2 separate regions of the Hordeum vulgare genome follow, and region 2 is linked to region 1. A link is a contact called in public Hi-C data. All regions are on one chromosome and are shown on one strand. Each heading gives the region's core, a stretch centred on a gene start, on an enhancer-like site or on the middle of the called end of the contact. The rest is flanking DNA. Distances are from core to core; before and after follow the strand shown.

What was found. Hi-C and Micro-C count contacts between places; a contact is called where the count stands out from the background.
Region 2: a Hi-C map of leaf shows a contact between it and region 1, with 5 times the contacts expected there. The contact joins the promoter of LOC123449156 here to the promoter of LOC123446700 in region 1. A contact is called at or near these places in 3 of 6 Hi-C or Micro-C datasets (leaf and seedling) and 1 of 1 datasets of contacts at active chromatin or transcription factors (embryo).

Annotation. Positions count from the first base shown.
Region 1 is chr4H:501,223,387-501,230,718 of MorexV3_pseudomolecules_assembly, reverse strand. LOC123446700 (IRK-interacting protein-like) reads left to right here and starts at 3,260. Exons shown (of 2, transcript XM_045123257.1): 1 at 3,260-3,780; 2 at 3,893-5,241. The coding sequence starts at 3,739. The coding sequence ends at 5,155.
Region 2 is chr4H:502,141,665-502,148,996 of MorexV3_pseudomolecules_assembly, reverse strand. LOC123449156 (ACT domain-containing protein ACR8-like) reads left to right here and starts at 2,913. Exons shown (of 4, transcript XM_045126262.1): 1 at 2,913-3,497; 2 at 3,618-4,431; 3 at 4,892-4,996; 4 at 5,182-5,805. The coding sequence starts at 3,436. The coding sequence ends at 5,538.

The DNA.
Region 1 (7,332 bases), core at 2,011-4,510:
CTTTCGGTAACCACATACAATTCCTATTACAACTCTAGCGTCACCGAACCTTAAGTGTGTAGACTCTACGGGTCAAGGAACCATGCAGACATGACCGAGACACCTCTCCGGGCAATAACCAATAGCGGGATCTTGATACCCATATTGGCTCCCATATGTTCCATGATGATCTCATCGGATGAACCTTGATGTTGGGGATTCACTTAATCCCGTATACAATTCCCTTTGTCTATCGGTATGATACTTGCCCGAGATTCAACCGTCGGTATCCCTATACCTTGTTCAATCTCGTTATTGACAAGTCTCTTTACTCGTTCCGTAATACATTATCCTGTGGCAAACTCCTTTATCACATTGAGCTCATTATGATGATGTATTATCGAGTGGGCCCAGAGATACCTCTTCGTCATACAGAGTGACAAATCACAATCTCGATTTGTACCAACCCAACAGATACTTTCGGGTATATCTGTAGTGCACCTTTATAGTCACCTAGTTACGTTGTGACGTTTGATACACCCAAAACATTCCTACGGTATCCGGAAGTTGCACAATCTCATGGTCTAAGGAAATGATACTAGACATTAGAAAAGCGCTAGCAAACGAACTACACGATCTTGTGCTATGCTTAGGATTGAGTCTTGTCCATCACATCATTCTCCTAATGATGTGATCCCGTTATCAACGACATCCAATGTCCATGGTCAGAAAACCATAAACATCTATTGATCAACGAGCTAGTCAACTAGAGGCTCACTAGGGACATGGTGTGGTCTATGTATTCACACATGTATTACGGTTTCCGGTTAATACAATTAAAGCATGAACAATAGGCAATTACCATGAACAAGGAAATATAATAATAACCATTTCATTATTGCTTCTAGGGCATATTTTCAACAGTTGAACCATTTGAATATGTACGCCCCATTACAACACACATGGACAATTAACTATTTAAGATAAGATTGATGTTGAACCATTTGAAATGTCCAACTATGACAGAAAACCGAGTGGGAAGGGGAGGGCCCGGTGGGAAAATGAAAGGGTGTGTCGTGGGTTCTTTTTGGGACCTTGTGTTGGAGATAACATCGCAAATAGTTCGGACGAATATATTTCTCCTCCATATATGGGCTGAATTTGAGAAACCCAGACACCATACGGTTAAAATTTTGGGAGCTTGTTGGGTGTCGTTCGATGTCCCGACACATTGAGACATATGAGGGAGGAGCAAGTTTCGACCTTGAGACACAATTTTTGATTAATATATATGTGTTGTAGGTCGTAACAAGGCACAAACGTTCTACTAGTTGACAGAAGTTTGTACTCCTATATGACAGTGTATAGACCGGCAGTGGCTATGGAAGGATTGTGGGGGATGACAGACGGTTGGTGATGACTGCCTGTTTATTTATGGTCTCGTGTTCTATATACGCATGTCGGACATGCAGCCTGTTTGTATTTCATATTATTGCTCGATCGATCGTGTGATCCTACATTCCCTGTGTCCTGATCACACAGCTGAACTATGTGCCGAATTCCCACACGACTCAACTGCTACTGGATCAACGAACAGTGGTCGATGGACCGATCGTTCGGCGCCGCTCCAGAGCGACTGCAACTCCGCGAGTACTCCGAATCGTACGCCTCCTTTCGTCGTCCGGCCGCGCCACTTACATCATTAACTCCGGCGGTTCGGTTGGCGCCTGGTACGATCGACCACACCAAACTCTGTGCGGCACGACGCGCACGGGGCTGTACGTCGCCGCGCGGCCATGCGGAGCCATGGCACCGCGCCTCGCCGTTCGGCCCATGCGGTTCGGTTGGGGATGTAGGAGTACGTCAGTTCAACCCGGCACAACGGTGGCATGCGCCTCCCACTCTCCCGGTTCCAGGCAAATGGGAAGGGCGGCACAGGCAGGCACGGCCAACTAATTTGCCCGGATCTCGTCGCTGCTTTGAATTCTGATCGTCCGGCCTGCCAGTGATCCGCTTGAATTTGCAGCTGGTCGTCCTGCATGCTGCCAGTCCTTCCTCGATGCACGCCTTGGCGCGCGGTTGTTGGTCGGGGTTGATCGGCGCGTACTGTAGTCCGTAGCTATCTCTACATAATGTGATGCGAACGGTTGTGGTTGTGGGCGTACATGCATGCACGCGTGGTGCCAGCCGGCCGGTACCGCGGTACTATTTGCTGTCCATCCGTATGCAGCGCTAGCAATCTCTGTCTTATTTTTTGTAGAGGATCCACGTCCCTGTCGCCTCGCCATGCATATGGAGGGGAGATGCGGACGAGCATTGGTGACCGAGAGAGCTTTTGTGGACGACCATACGGAGGTTGAGGTTGTTGATCAGCATGCCGTAACGTGCATCCCCGCCACTTTGATCCACCACCGTCCTTTTATACCCCCCAAAGACTCCTGAACCCGATATATTGTCTCGTCCAGGGTCATGCCGTCATGGACTCATGGTGCAGTTAACTTCAAATTTAAGGCGAACCCCATTTGATTCTTGGACCGGGTCAGTGCTGTCTAGTTCAAGGTCACGCCGTCACGGCAAGAACCAGTCGAAACCGAGGTGCTGGTCTCGTTACCTTGACGCACCTCACCTGCAAAGTCCACTGCCGGTTTAATTCGCGAAAACTACAGCTTCCCCGTCGCAATCTTTCTCCCACAGATCTAATGCTGCTACACTACACTACAATCCAATTGTTCGATCAAATCAGTTTAAACTCCTGTGGCGGGCACAGCGGCACGAGGAGACTGGTTTCGTCGCGAGTACGATCCAAGCGATGGCGGATCTCAAGCCTGAGGCTCTGAGCTCGGTGGCCATGGGCTGGGCTGGTCCTCCGGCCTAAGCGAGCAGGGGTTCTTTGACTTCAAAATCGCAGGCGGAGTAGCACCTCGCCTGGAGGCACCTCGCGAAAGTCACCAGCCGGCAGACGTCGTCGCAGCTGCAGTGACGCAACAAGTGACAAGAGGCGGGAAAGGGTCGATCGGCGCCTCTCCACTCCACTGTATGTCATCAGGCTCAGGAGGACGGAATCCACCGCATTCAGTTCCACGCACGGGACTCGGGGTCGCGCCACGATTCTGGATTCATTGGCAGCATGTTGGAGAGTGCGGGGCGGTCCAGCAGATGGGTCGACGTCCGGATTTATGGTGTCCTCCCTACCCAACCTGCCGTGCCGACTGCCCTTAATGTGCCCGCTCAAAAACTCATGATACGTACGAGTATTTGCGCAGTGAATACAACACGTGTATCTCCTCTCATGAGATGCAAAATCTGAGAGAAGAGGCCCTTCAGAAAAATATATCTGAGAAGAGGAGGAGAGGAGAGCGATAAATGGAGATCGAGAGAGAGGAACAATGCAGGGAGGGAGAGATGGTCCAGACGGGGTGTGGGAAGCATTAAACGCACCAACGACCCGAACTGACGGGCATTCATGTCCCGCGTCGTCCTGCCTGCCTGCGTCTAGGCTGAGCCCTCGTTCCCTTCCCCGTGAAGTAGCGAAGACTGCAAGAAAAGACGTCGTCCCACGTACACGCACAGTAGAGGCTACAGACGCAAGCAACCAACACGGCGCACCACAGCAAGCACAGCACTGAGCACTGTCGCCTCGCCAGCCGCCACCACCGCAAGGCAAAAGCCACCCTCCCTACGCTAGCGTCCGACCACCGCAAATCCCAACCGAACAAAAGGCCATTCTTCTCCGTAGACGCTAGCGTTCGATCCGCAGCCATGGTGTCCTCCCCGTCCCCTTCCCCTACCTCCACTTCTGCGGTGAGTTCTTACGATATGCATGTATGCCTCTGTTCGTCGAGTTGGGTCGTGGATGCTCCTTTCTTGCTTGCTTGCTTGCTTCAGAGCTGCAATGCTAAGCGGTAATCATCAGGTATCCGAGACCAAGCGGCACGCCGGCGTCGCGACGACGGCCTCGGAGAAGCTGGACCAGAAGTACGCGCACTCCGCGACGCCGCTCCACGGGCATGGTGGTGGTGGTGGCGCCAAGAAGACGCCGCGGCGGGGGAGGAGCGAAGGCGGCGCCGCCGACTCGGCGGCCTATGTCGCGGCGGTGTCCTGCTCCGACTGCCGCTTCAAGCAGCGCGCCCTGGCGCCGGCGTCGCCAGGGGCCGTTATCCGCTCGCTGTTCGTCTCCCTCACCCGACGCTCCACCCCGCGCTCCTCGCCGTCTCCGACGTCGGCCTCGGAAGGCGACGCGGGTGAGGGCGAGCAGTGGCGCCTGGCCGCGGCCGACCTCTCGCGGCGGCTCGCCGCGGCCACGCGGACGCGGGACGACGCGGTGGAGGAGACCTCGCGGCTGAAGCAGTCCCTCGCCGAGCTGGAGCTCAAGCTCGCGCGCCTCGAGGCCCGCGTGCTCCCCACGCCGGCCGCCGCCGTCTTCCCCGTCGAGTCGTTCCTCCGCGCCGTCTCCACGGCGCGCGCCACCGTGCGGAACCTCACGCGCGCGCTCTCCACCCACCTGCGCAGCCCCGCGAGCCCCGGCCCCAACCTCGAGAGCTTCCTGAACCGCGCCTTCCACGCGGACTTCGAGCTGGACACCGACGGCGACGTCCACACCGCGGACCCAGCGGGCCGGTGCGAGGCCAACCTCGCGGCGTACCACGCCGTGGCGGCGCTGACCTGGGAGGAGGTGCTCATCCACGGGACGAAGCACTACAGCGACGGGCTGAGCCGTTTCTGCGACGCCAAGATGAGCGAGGTGGTGTCGTCCCTCGGGTGGGCGCGCGCGCGCCCGTGGCCGGAGCCGCTGCTGCAGGCCTTCTTCCTGGCGGCCAAGGGCGTGTGGGGGGTGCGCCTCCTGGCGCGGTCCGTGCACCCGCCGCTGCCCGTCGTGCGCGTCGACCGCGGCGCGCGCTTCGACTCGCGGTTCATGGAGGACGCCGCGGCCTCGCGCGCCGGGCGGCTGGAGCCGGCCAGCGTGAAGATGATGGTGGCGCCGGGGTTCCACGTATACGTCGCCGGCGCCGGCGTGGTGAAGTGCAAGGTCGTGTGCTTCTACAACAACAGCCGCACCGGCAGCCACATAATTGGCGGGAGCAGCGCCAACGGCGGCGAGGGGTTGGGGAGTAGCTGTACCGATATGAATGGTGGCGGTACGGATGCGGTGAAGAGCTGTCAGAGTAGCAGGGTATAGTCAAAAAAAAAAACACGAGGACGGATTTTACTTGTGTGGTAAAAACAGGGTTTGCATTCAATTGATGTGTGAATATGGGGTGTTAATTCCGCTCTTGTGATTCAGATTTATTTGATCTCGAACGACATTTCTGCGTTCAGCCTGAAGTGAAGTGATCATCTTTTGGTTCGCTGCTGCACAAGCTACACCGTCATGACGGCAGCCGCGCAAGCCCGAGACAAAATCTGATAATTGTTGATTGGACCTTCCAACGATCTTGACTGGCCATGCGGGTGCTCCTTTCAGCGAAAACGATGCCACGGATCCTTGAACGTAAAAGGGTAACACCAACGTGCATCATCAAACCGACTTCACCAAATATAGGCAAAATCGACAAAATTGACCTCTAAACGAAACAATTTCACAAACTGGACTACGTTCAAAAATAAATCCACTCAGCTGACCATTTTCTGTGGCGCCTGACAATCGGGCGTCACACTACGCTATGTAACGTCTAGAATATGGGTGTTACACCTCTGGCCAACGTGGCACCTGGGGCCACACTCCTTGTTGTGTGGCGCCTAAGAGTAAGGAGCCACACTACATTGTGTGGCGCCTGACTGTAAGGAGTCACACTATCTTATATTAAAACTGATGTAACTTTTAATCCGTACATCCGATAAAAACGTGCCTTATATGAATATTGTGTAATTTTTCGTGTTCTACGCAATAATGACATTTTCAGCTATATGAGGATAATTTTTAAATAAAAAATATGTTATAAAAATACATCATAATATAAGTAACCATATTTTTAAGACTTAAATTTGGCATGATGATAGCCATTGACCTATAACTCTTATGTATTTGAACCCTGCATGAGTTTTGCACTACATAATGTGTACGTTCAGTCATGCCATGCTTTCCATGTTAGTCATCTTTAATATGTTCATGTCTTGCATCTAAGTGACTAACATGATATAAATGAAATCCCATTACAGAAAGCTACATTTTATGAGATCCATGGTAAATCTAGTGAAGGAAGACCCAGTATGTCTTGAGCAAGAAGAATCATGGAGCCCATCAATCCATCACATGCAACATGTCTTGTGTTCTTGTTTGTCCCCTTGCATATTGCAATATATAGGATAACACGTACCTTGCAAAATTCAAAAAAGGCTTCTCCGAGTAAAAACCAAGGTTTTACTCGGAGAAGCCTTTTTTGAATTTTGGTTTTAACTCGGAGAAGATAACACGTACCTTGGTTTTTACAGGTACCTTGCACATGTCTTTTGTCATTTCATCTCTATATTGCATGCCTTCTTCCGTCTTAGTTATGATGGTTATGTTTATCCTAGTTTTTCTTTTAATAAAATCCTTTGGTAAATTGCTCATATTTCAAACAATCCAAAAACCTTATCGTAGGCAATTTACCCCGAGTGGTTTTGCTGCCTCCATGAGACCTCCTATGTTTGAGGGTGCTCACTACAAGAGATGGCGTGTGAGAGCTGTTCTATGGTTTCAAACCATGAGCTGCTATGACTCCACTCTTGGCAAACCTGAAGGAGATCATGATGCTCAATAGGAGCTAGCTTTTCAGAAAATGGATACCTTGTTTAAGGCTGCTCTCTTGAGTGTTCTTGGTGAGAACATAGTTGATGCTTATGCGTCAATTGATAATGGAAAAGATATGTGGGATGCACTCGAGACCAATTTTGGGGTCTCAGATGCTGGCACAAAGTTGTACATCATGGAACAATTCTATGACTACAGGATGACTGAAGAGCGCTCCGTGGTTGAGCAAGCTCATGAAATACAGTCATTTGCAAGAAAACTTGAGCACTTCAATTGCATGCTACTGGACAAGTTTGTTGCCGGAGGCATCATCACTAAACTTCCTCCTTCGTGGAGGAACTTTGCTACCTTACTGAAGCATAAGAGACAGGAGTTTTCTGTTCCGGATCTCACATGTACTCTTGATGTGGAAGAAAAGGCGAGAGCAAAAGGCACACGTGCTCGAGCTATTGAGGGAGGTTCTAGTGCCAATCTGGTACAGAAGAAAAACTTCCAGCCCCACAATTTCAAGAACAAGGGCAAGTTTGATGGTAAAGCTAAGTTCGATGGGAAGAACAAGGCTGTACAACACACCAACTTCAAGAAGAAGAATGACAAGAAGAAACGTGTTTGTCATGTGTGCG
Region 2 (7,332 bases), core at 1,664-4,163, 920 kb before region 1:
GGCACCTGGATCCGATGAGGATTCCAGTGCCGGCCGTGCCGCGGTCGACGCGGGTGCATCTGGAGGAGGTAACCAAGCAACTGCGTCTGCTGACGGCGGAGCAGCGGCGAGACCCCACATACGCGGTCGACTCCCCTAACTGGGAGGTGTGGTTCGCGGTGGAGCACGAGGAGCAGCGCCGCTGTGGCGTGCGCCAAGTGCAGCCAGGAGGACCTCTCGCCCCCGCCTGTCGTCAGCGACGAGGACCAGGAGGCTGAGGCTGCCTACCAGGCGGCGCTCGCTGGTGTCCTCCGCGACAGCGAGGAAGAAACTCGGCGCATGGCCGAAGAGGAGGCGGCGTACCAGCAGCAGCTCGCGGAGGCCATGGCACTGTCGGCCGCCGGCGACTGCGTCGTGCCACCTCCACCTTCGCCGGAGCCCGAGCCCAAGCCCGCGCTGCCACGGCAGGTCTACCAGTGGACCGACGTCGTTCAGGAGTTCGTCAACGCGCCGCCCATCTGGCTGGGCGGAACACGACAGTAGGAGCAGGCCTACCTTGAGCACTGGAGGTTGGTGCACCTGCAGGCGGAGCGCGCCGAAGGCCTGCTGCTCATGGAGCTGGAGAAGGAGGAGCGACGGGAGGCGGAGGAGGAGGAGCGTGCTCGTGCTGATGCGCTGCCACCGCCACCACCACAGCTCGCAGGGCACACGACGGAGGCGCAGGCAGCTGCGCTTTGGAACTCGGCGTTCCCCTGGGCCGGCCCTGCACCAACGCTGGTCGACCTCACAGGCACCGACGACGACGACGCGACGCCTAGGGCTGCATGGACGCAGTTTAAGGTTTTTTTATATTTTAATTTAATGTAATGCGGACGCGACGCGTGGACTATCGCCGGCCTTTGTGATCGGCTTTAAATGTTTAAGTATGCTTTATGTTTTTTTCTCGCCAGCAAAAATAGGTCCGACTAGCATTGGGCGCATGAGTCGACCCATTTGCGAATGCGGATGTTCGTGTCCGTCTGGCCGACCCAAATGGACAAAAAGCGGACGAAATCACTTTTCGTTTGGGTCAGTCCGTTGGAGTTTCCCTTATGGTTGGATAATTAGAGGGGCAATGGTATTTCTATTCCATGAGGGTTTAAGTCCTGGTGATTGCATTATTCCTGAATTTATTTTAAAAATTGGATAATAGATTTTCAGTGAAAGGAGACGGTCCCGTCGACGACGAGGCACCTATGATGGCTTTATAAATTTCAAAATAATATGACGGCTCTGTTTTTCGAAGAGTAGGATATGCGTGTGTGCGTTTATGGGTGTGTTTGGTAGCTATTCCCATTCCAGCATAGTTGTTCACCTTTGAGACATGCTAAGTTGAGACATGTTGTATGCATGCATGTGTGGTTGTTTGGTAGTAATGTATCTGTTGAAACATGTTGAGTTTAGACTGTATTTGGTAGCCACTGCGGCGGGATAGACCCTGCTCCTCCACCACCGCGACCTCGTCGGATCCGCAGCCCCACGCCGCCTAGTGATCCGATCCAGATCCAGTCGCCGCCACGCGGTGAAGATCGAGGAGGAGGAGGAGAGAGGGCGAGGCCGCCGGGGCTCGGACGGGGTGCGGCGGGGCGCGGGCGAGGCGCGGCGGGGCTTGGTCAAGGCCGCCGGGGCTCGGGAGGGGCGCGGAGGGGCTCGGGCTAGGCCGCCGGAGCTCGGGAGGGGCGCGGAAGGGCTCGGGTGAGTCGCGACAGAGCTCGGGCGTGGTGCGGCGGGGCTTGGGCGAGGCCGCCGCGGCTCGGGAGGGGCGCGGGAGGGCGAGGGCGAGGTGGTCGGGGAGCGACGGGGCGAGGGTGAGGCTGGGCGAGGGTGCACGGGCTCAGCATAGCTCTGCTCAGCTCATCTCCGCGGGGGTATTGGGCTCAGCTATGCAAATGCCTCTTTTTTGCATCAGTTGATGTATGCTCTTCTCAACCCATACACCGTACCAAACAGCGAAAAGTGAGTCGAAAAGAGAATTTTTGGGCTCATACATTCTCTATGCAGGCTATCAAACACGTTATATATATATATATGAGTGTTTACGTCTATGTTGTATTAAAGAAAAAGGCTACGCTAAATTACAGGTGTCGAGTACGGAAGCAGGATTTTCAGTCACCGTTTTTTTTTTTAAGAAACATTTTTATTCACCGGGTGAATCTTTTTGGCCGCGACGGCTTATAGAGAAGGAAGAAGAAAAAGGTCGAGCGGGTTCCAGGTGATGGTTAGCTTGGATGGCAAGAAAGAAGGGAGAGGCGGTGGCACTGGGCCATGGGCGACACGTACGAACAGACGGGTGCGTGACGCGGCCACCGTTGGGTGGAGGCGGGGCCAGTCGCGGCAGGTGTGGCCGCGAGCGGTGGCATGGGATTGGTGTGAAGGAGCTCCGCGTGTGTGTCGTCCTTTCTGGACGCGGTTGTTGACCGGGGTCGGTGCCGCCGCGGCTCTCCCTTTCCCCTGTTTCTCTAAACCCTTCCCTCCCGTGCGTGCGTTGTAGCTTGCCATGCTTTCCAAGTTACTCTACAATACATACATGGCTGCTGGAATGCATCAACGGAGTGCATACGAGTCAGCATTTCGCCGAACGTTCAGTCAGGCGTTAAATGTTTTCAGTCTATTCTTCGAAACCGACGTATGAAAAAAAACAGTCAAGCACGTAAGAGCAACTCTCCATAATCCTCTGTCACGATTAGACTAATACAGCACTGGAGTCGAGCAGAGTAGTCTCTAGTCTAGAGCAGAGCAAAGCAAAGTTGCACCCAGACGCAAGAAAGAATCTGAAAAGGCACGACGTGCGTGCGTGCGTACGTGGTGACCGGTGGCAGCCACGCACGGGCCACTCACTCACCCACGCCCCTGTCAGTCAGTCCCTCGGTCGGTGGTTCCCCTCGCCGGGATCTCCTACAAAAACTCCCCACACGCCGCAGCCTCCCGCCGTTTCCATCCGCAGCAGCCCTGAGCGTTTCTCGGTGAACGCAACGCGCACACACACACCAGACCAGCCCAGTCGCCAGTCCAAGTCCATTTGCCCGGTCCGTCCTGGGCAGCGACCGCGGTTTGACTCCGGGAGCCAAAAACCCAAATCCACGCCTGGAATCGCGAGGATTTGGTTGGGGGTGGGGGGCTTGATTTTCTTTTCTCCGCCCGTTTTAGCCGACGCTGACCGAGACAACACCGGCCATCCCCACACAAAACCGGCTGCCCGCGCCGCGATACGCACACCGGCGCCCAAAACCCACCGTCTCCACGCCCGATTTTTGAACCGCTCCGCCCACCCAACCCAAACCTTCCTTCCTCCTCCTCCCCTCCCCTCCCCTCCCCTTTGGTTGGGTGGGGAAAAAAGGAAAGCGGCCAGGAGGGAGGAGGGCAAGAAACCGCCGCGGAAGGAAGGAAACTGAAGCGGCGACCCATCGGGCTCCGGCCATGGAGCGCTGCCATCCCTCCGAGGTGTACGAGCTCTTCGTCCGCCACATGAACACCCCGAGGTGAGTAGATTGGGCGCGGGTGGGGGGGTTCCAATTTGGCGACGCGCTTCTTTGGTTTTCTTTCTTGCGTCGATCTCGAGCGGCTTTGCTGAGCGTTTGGGTGCTTGCGCGGCGGTGCAGCGTGGTGGTCGACAACGGGGTGTGCGAGACGGCGACGCTGGTGCAGGTGCACAGCGCGCGGAAGCACGGCGTGCTGCTGGAGGCGGTGGCCGCGCTGTCGGAGCACGGCGTCTGCGTCCGCAAGGGCTACATCTCGTCCGACGACGGCCGGTGGTTCATGGACGTGTTCCACGTCACCGACGCCGCGGGACGCAAGGTCGCCGACGCCGACAAGCTGCTCGTCCGCCTCGACTCCTCGCTCGCCGCCGCGGCGGCCGCGACCGACGCATTGCCGCCCGCCAAGGAGGCGCTCTGCCTGCTGGAGCTCATCGGCGTCGACCGCCCGGGGCTGCTCTCGGAGGTGTTCGCCGTGCTGCACGACCTGCGCTGCAGCACCGTGGACGCCAAGGCCTGGACGCACGGCGGCCGCGTGGCCGCCCTGGTGTTCGTCCGCGACGAGGACACCGGCGCGCCCATCCACGACGCGGCCCGGATCAGGCGCATCGAGTCCCGGCTCAGGCACGTCCTCCGCGGCGGCGCGCGCGGCGCGAGGACGGTACTGCTCGACGCCGCGGCGGTCGGCAACCTGGACCGGAGGCTCCACCAGCTGCTAAGCGAGGACAGGGAGGCCGACCGCCGCGCCCCCTCGGAGGGCCCGACGACGGCGGCCACGGCAGTGGCGGTGCAGGAGTGGGGGGAAAGGGGGTACTCGGTGGTGACCGTGAGCTGCCGCGACCGGCCGAAGCTGCTGTTCGACGTGGTCTGCACCTTGACGGACCTGGACTACGTGGTGTACCACGGCACCTTCGACACCGACGGCGATCACGCGCAGCAGGTGAGGCTTCTACCAGCTTCTTGTTCAATCGGTCTACAGGATTCTTCTTCTCCTTGGAGCAGGTTGTGTGCCCCGTATTTCGGGGAGCTTTAAATTCCCCTCTTGATAGTAGTTCTTGGCCCGGGCTTCCTAGACGTTTCTTTGCCCTTCCATCAATCTGTCCTCGTCGGCTACTTGCTCGATTCAATTCTACCACAGTTCTTATGTTACGTTGGCTCCAAACTTTACTCTGAGCGGGCAAAAGGTTCAAATGGAATAGTTTCTCCCTGTTAAATAGGAAATGGAATTAAAGTTTCACCTCAATCACATCAGAGATCACGCCAGTAGTATATCTCCTAAAATCATACTATATGATGATTAGCGTCGAAATGTTTATCTCCTGCGCTGCAAGAAGGAATTGAGATTACTCCATGTAACTGCTCTGATCCGATCTCCGTTTGCTTTGTGCCTTTGGGCGCAGGAATTCTACATCCGGCGGCTGGACGGGCGGGCGATCAGCTCGGAGGGCGAGAGGCAGCGGGTGATCCAATGCCTGCAAGCGGCGATCGAGAGGCGCGCGTCCGAGGTGCGTCCGTCCGGTCCCAATTGAATATCTCCTTTCCTTGCCCTCCATGCCACGCCACCCTGGACAAAAAAGCACCCGATTCCCCACCAAGGAGTCCCTTTCCGCCCAACTTTCCACCTGCGCGCCATGTGTTCGGCCGAAATCCACGTCCATCTAACGCGATCCTCCTCCTTGGTTGCGTGCAGGGCGTGAGGCTGGAGCTGCGCATCTCCGACCGGCGCGGGCTGCTCGCCTACGTGACGCGGGTGTTCCGGGAGAACGGCCTCTCGGTCACGCACGCCGAGATCACCACCAGGGGCGACATGGCGGTGAACGTCTTCCACGTCACGGACGTGGCCGGCCGCCCCGCCGACCCCAAGACCATCGACGAGGTCATCCACGGCGTCGGCACCGACTGCCTCCGGGTGGACGAGGAGCGGTGGCCCCGCCTCTGCTCGACGGAGGGGGACGCCGGCGCCGGCGCCGGCGCAGGCCTCTTCTCGCTGGGCAGCCTCGTGAAGAAGAACCTCTACAACCTCGGCCTCATCAGATCCTGCTCCTGAAGGACCGGAGGAGGAAGACGCGTGTCGGACGGGATGGCTGTGTGAATATGGGACGGTACAGGGGTTAGTTTGTAAAATACAGTATTAACTAGGAGTAGGTCTTATTTCCTAGGCCTAGTGGTTACGTGTACATAGCAGACACGAGGAAGTTGCTGGTGGTCGTGTATATACGTATGTTCCATTTACGTGCAAGTAGACAAATAGAACGATGTAAATAGGATTTGTACATATACGTACTATGCTATACTAGTGCTTTAGTTCCTTGTACCAGTTGTTTTACACGTTCACAAATTAAGCTGCCGATATAGTAAAAAGGGAGGGATTTTTAGATTAAGAGCGTGTTCGGACTCTCTCCACTCCTGAACTCCGCTCCCGGAGCCGGCAGAGCAGCGCCGAACGCTTGAACTCCGTGGAGTTGAAATTCCGGCTACAGTGCAATTTTACGGAGCCGTCGTTTTCAGGATCTCACATCTTTCAAATCACAGAGTTGGTAAAATTTACAAAGGAATTGCCATCGGGAAGTGAAAAACGGTTCGAGCTGCAGCGTCCGACTAGCTCGCTTCTGCCTCTCCTCGTGAATGGGTAGCGAAGCTGCCTGCCGAACAGTTTCTCCTGAAGCTCCCGATTCACAAGGAGCAGCATTTCGGATGGAGGAGATGGAGTTGAGGATTCCGAGGAGCCGGACTATTTCCGAACAGGCTCTAAATACCTGAAAATCATACGTAGAAAGTTGCCCCAGAGAAGTACCTGAGAATATAATCTTTTAGAGTTGCATGTATTGATTAAAGTTGTGTGTTGGACGCTGCTACTGCTACGAACTGAAAAACATATAAATTCCATATACTCGGGTGTTTGGTGCATAAGAATAAATAAAAGACACAAAAAAATTCTAATAAACACTGTTAAATTAAAATCAAACCATGTGGAAAAGTATTACTGTTATTCATTAGCACGTTATTATGTCAATAAGGATCTCGGTCTCATTTTTTGTGCATAGGAATTTTATAAAGAAGTTCAACTGGATTCTAACATCCCTGTCTCTTTCCTCTAAAGCTTTGTTTAAATGGAAAAAATTCCTTCCCTACATTCTTTTGAACCAAAAGCTTCCTTCCTATTTCCTTCGAACCAAATAAGGCCTTAAAGCTGGAGTTTCCATATTTCACTAGTGTGCCATGCTATGTTTGCAGATGATTAGCCCATAAGAGCAGAGCTAGGTCTTCATAAAGAAACAACTCGTGACATACCCTGAATCTGAAAAGCATCCCAGCGGAATCAAGTATTTATGTTACGTACCCTTCATACAATATGTCAGTGGACATTTCAAACTGCAATGACGCAACAGCATTTCCAAGGTGCTGCCATGTGTCAAGACAAGAGAAGCTATAAAATGATAAACGTCGCAAACCGGCATTATGAAAAGTCCAAATGTAGGCCAAAAGGAAGATTAATCGACCAAGTATGACGATCGTTTTGACGCGATTTTGTTTGAACTTTGCAGCCACCCAACGATCCTCCACCGCGACAAGAAACCCTGCAAGCCCACAAAAAGAAAAAGAAAAGACAAGAAACCCTGCAGAAAAGTTGGTTTCTCTATCCAGCGGCGATTCGTTCGTTGTGTTTCAGCATCAGCCGCGCTACAAAATCGACCTGCGGCTGGCCAGTGATCCACGAGGCGTCCATGGGTGGCACGACCCTGTCTGCCCCCGGAAAAAGAAACATGCCAAGGGTCGCCGCAGCCGACCACGTATGCATCGTGCCTTGCTTTCACGAGAATTTTCGCCGTTGGCCTCCATC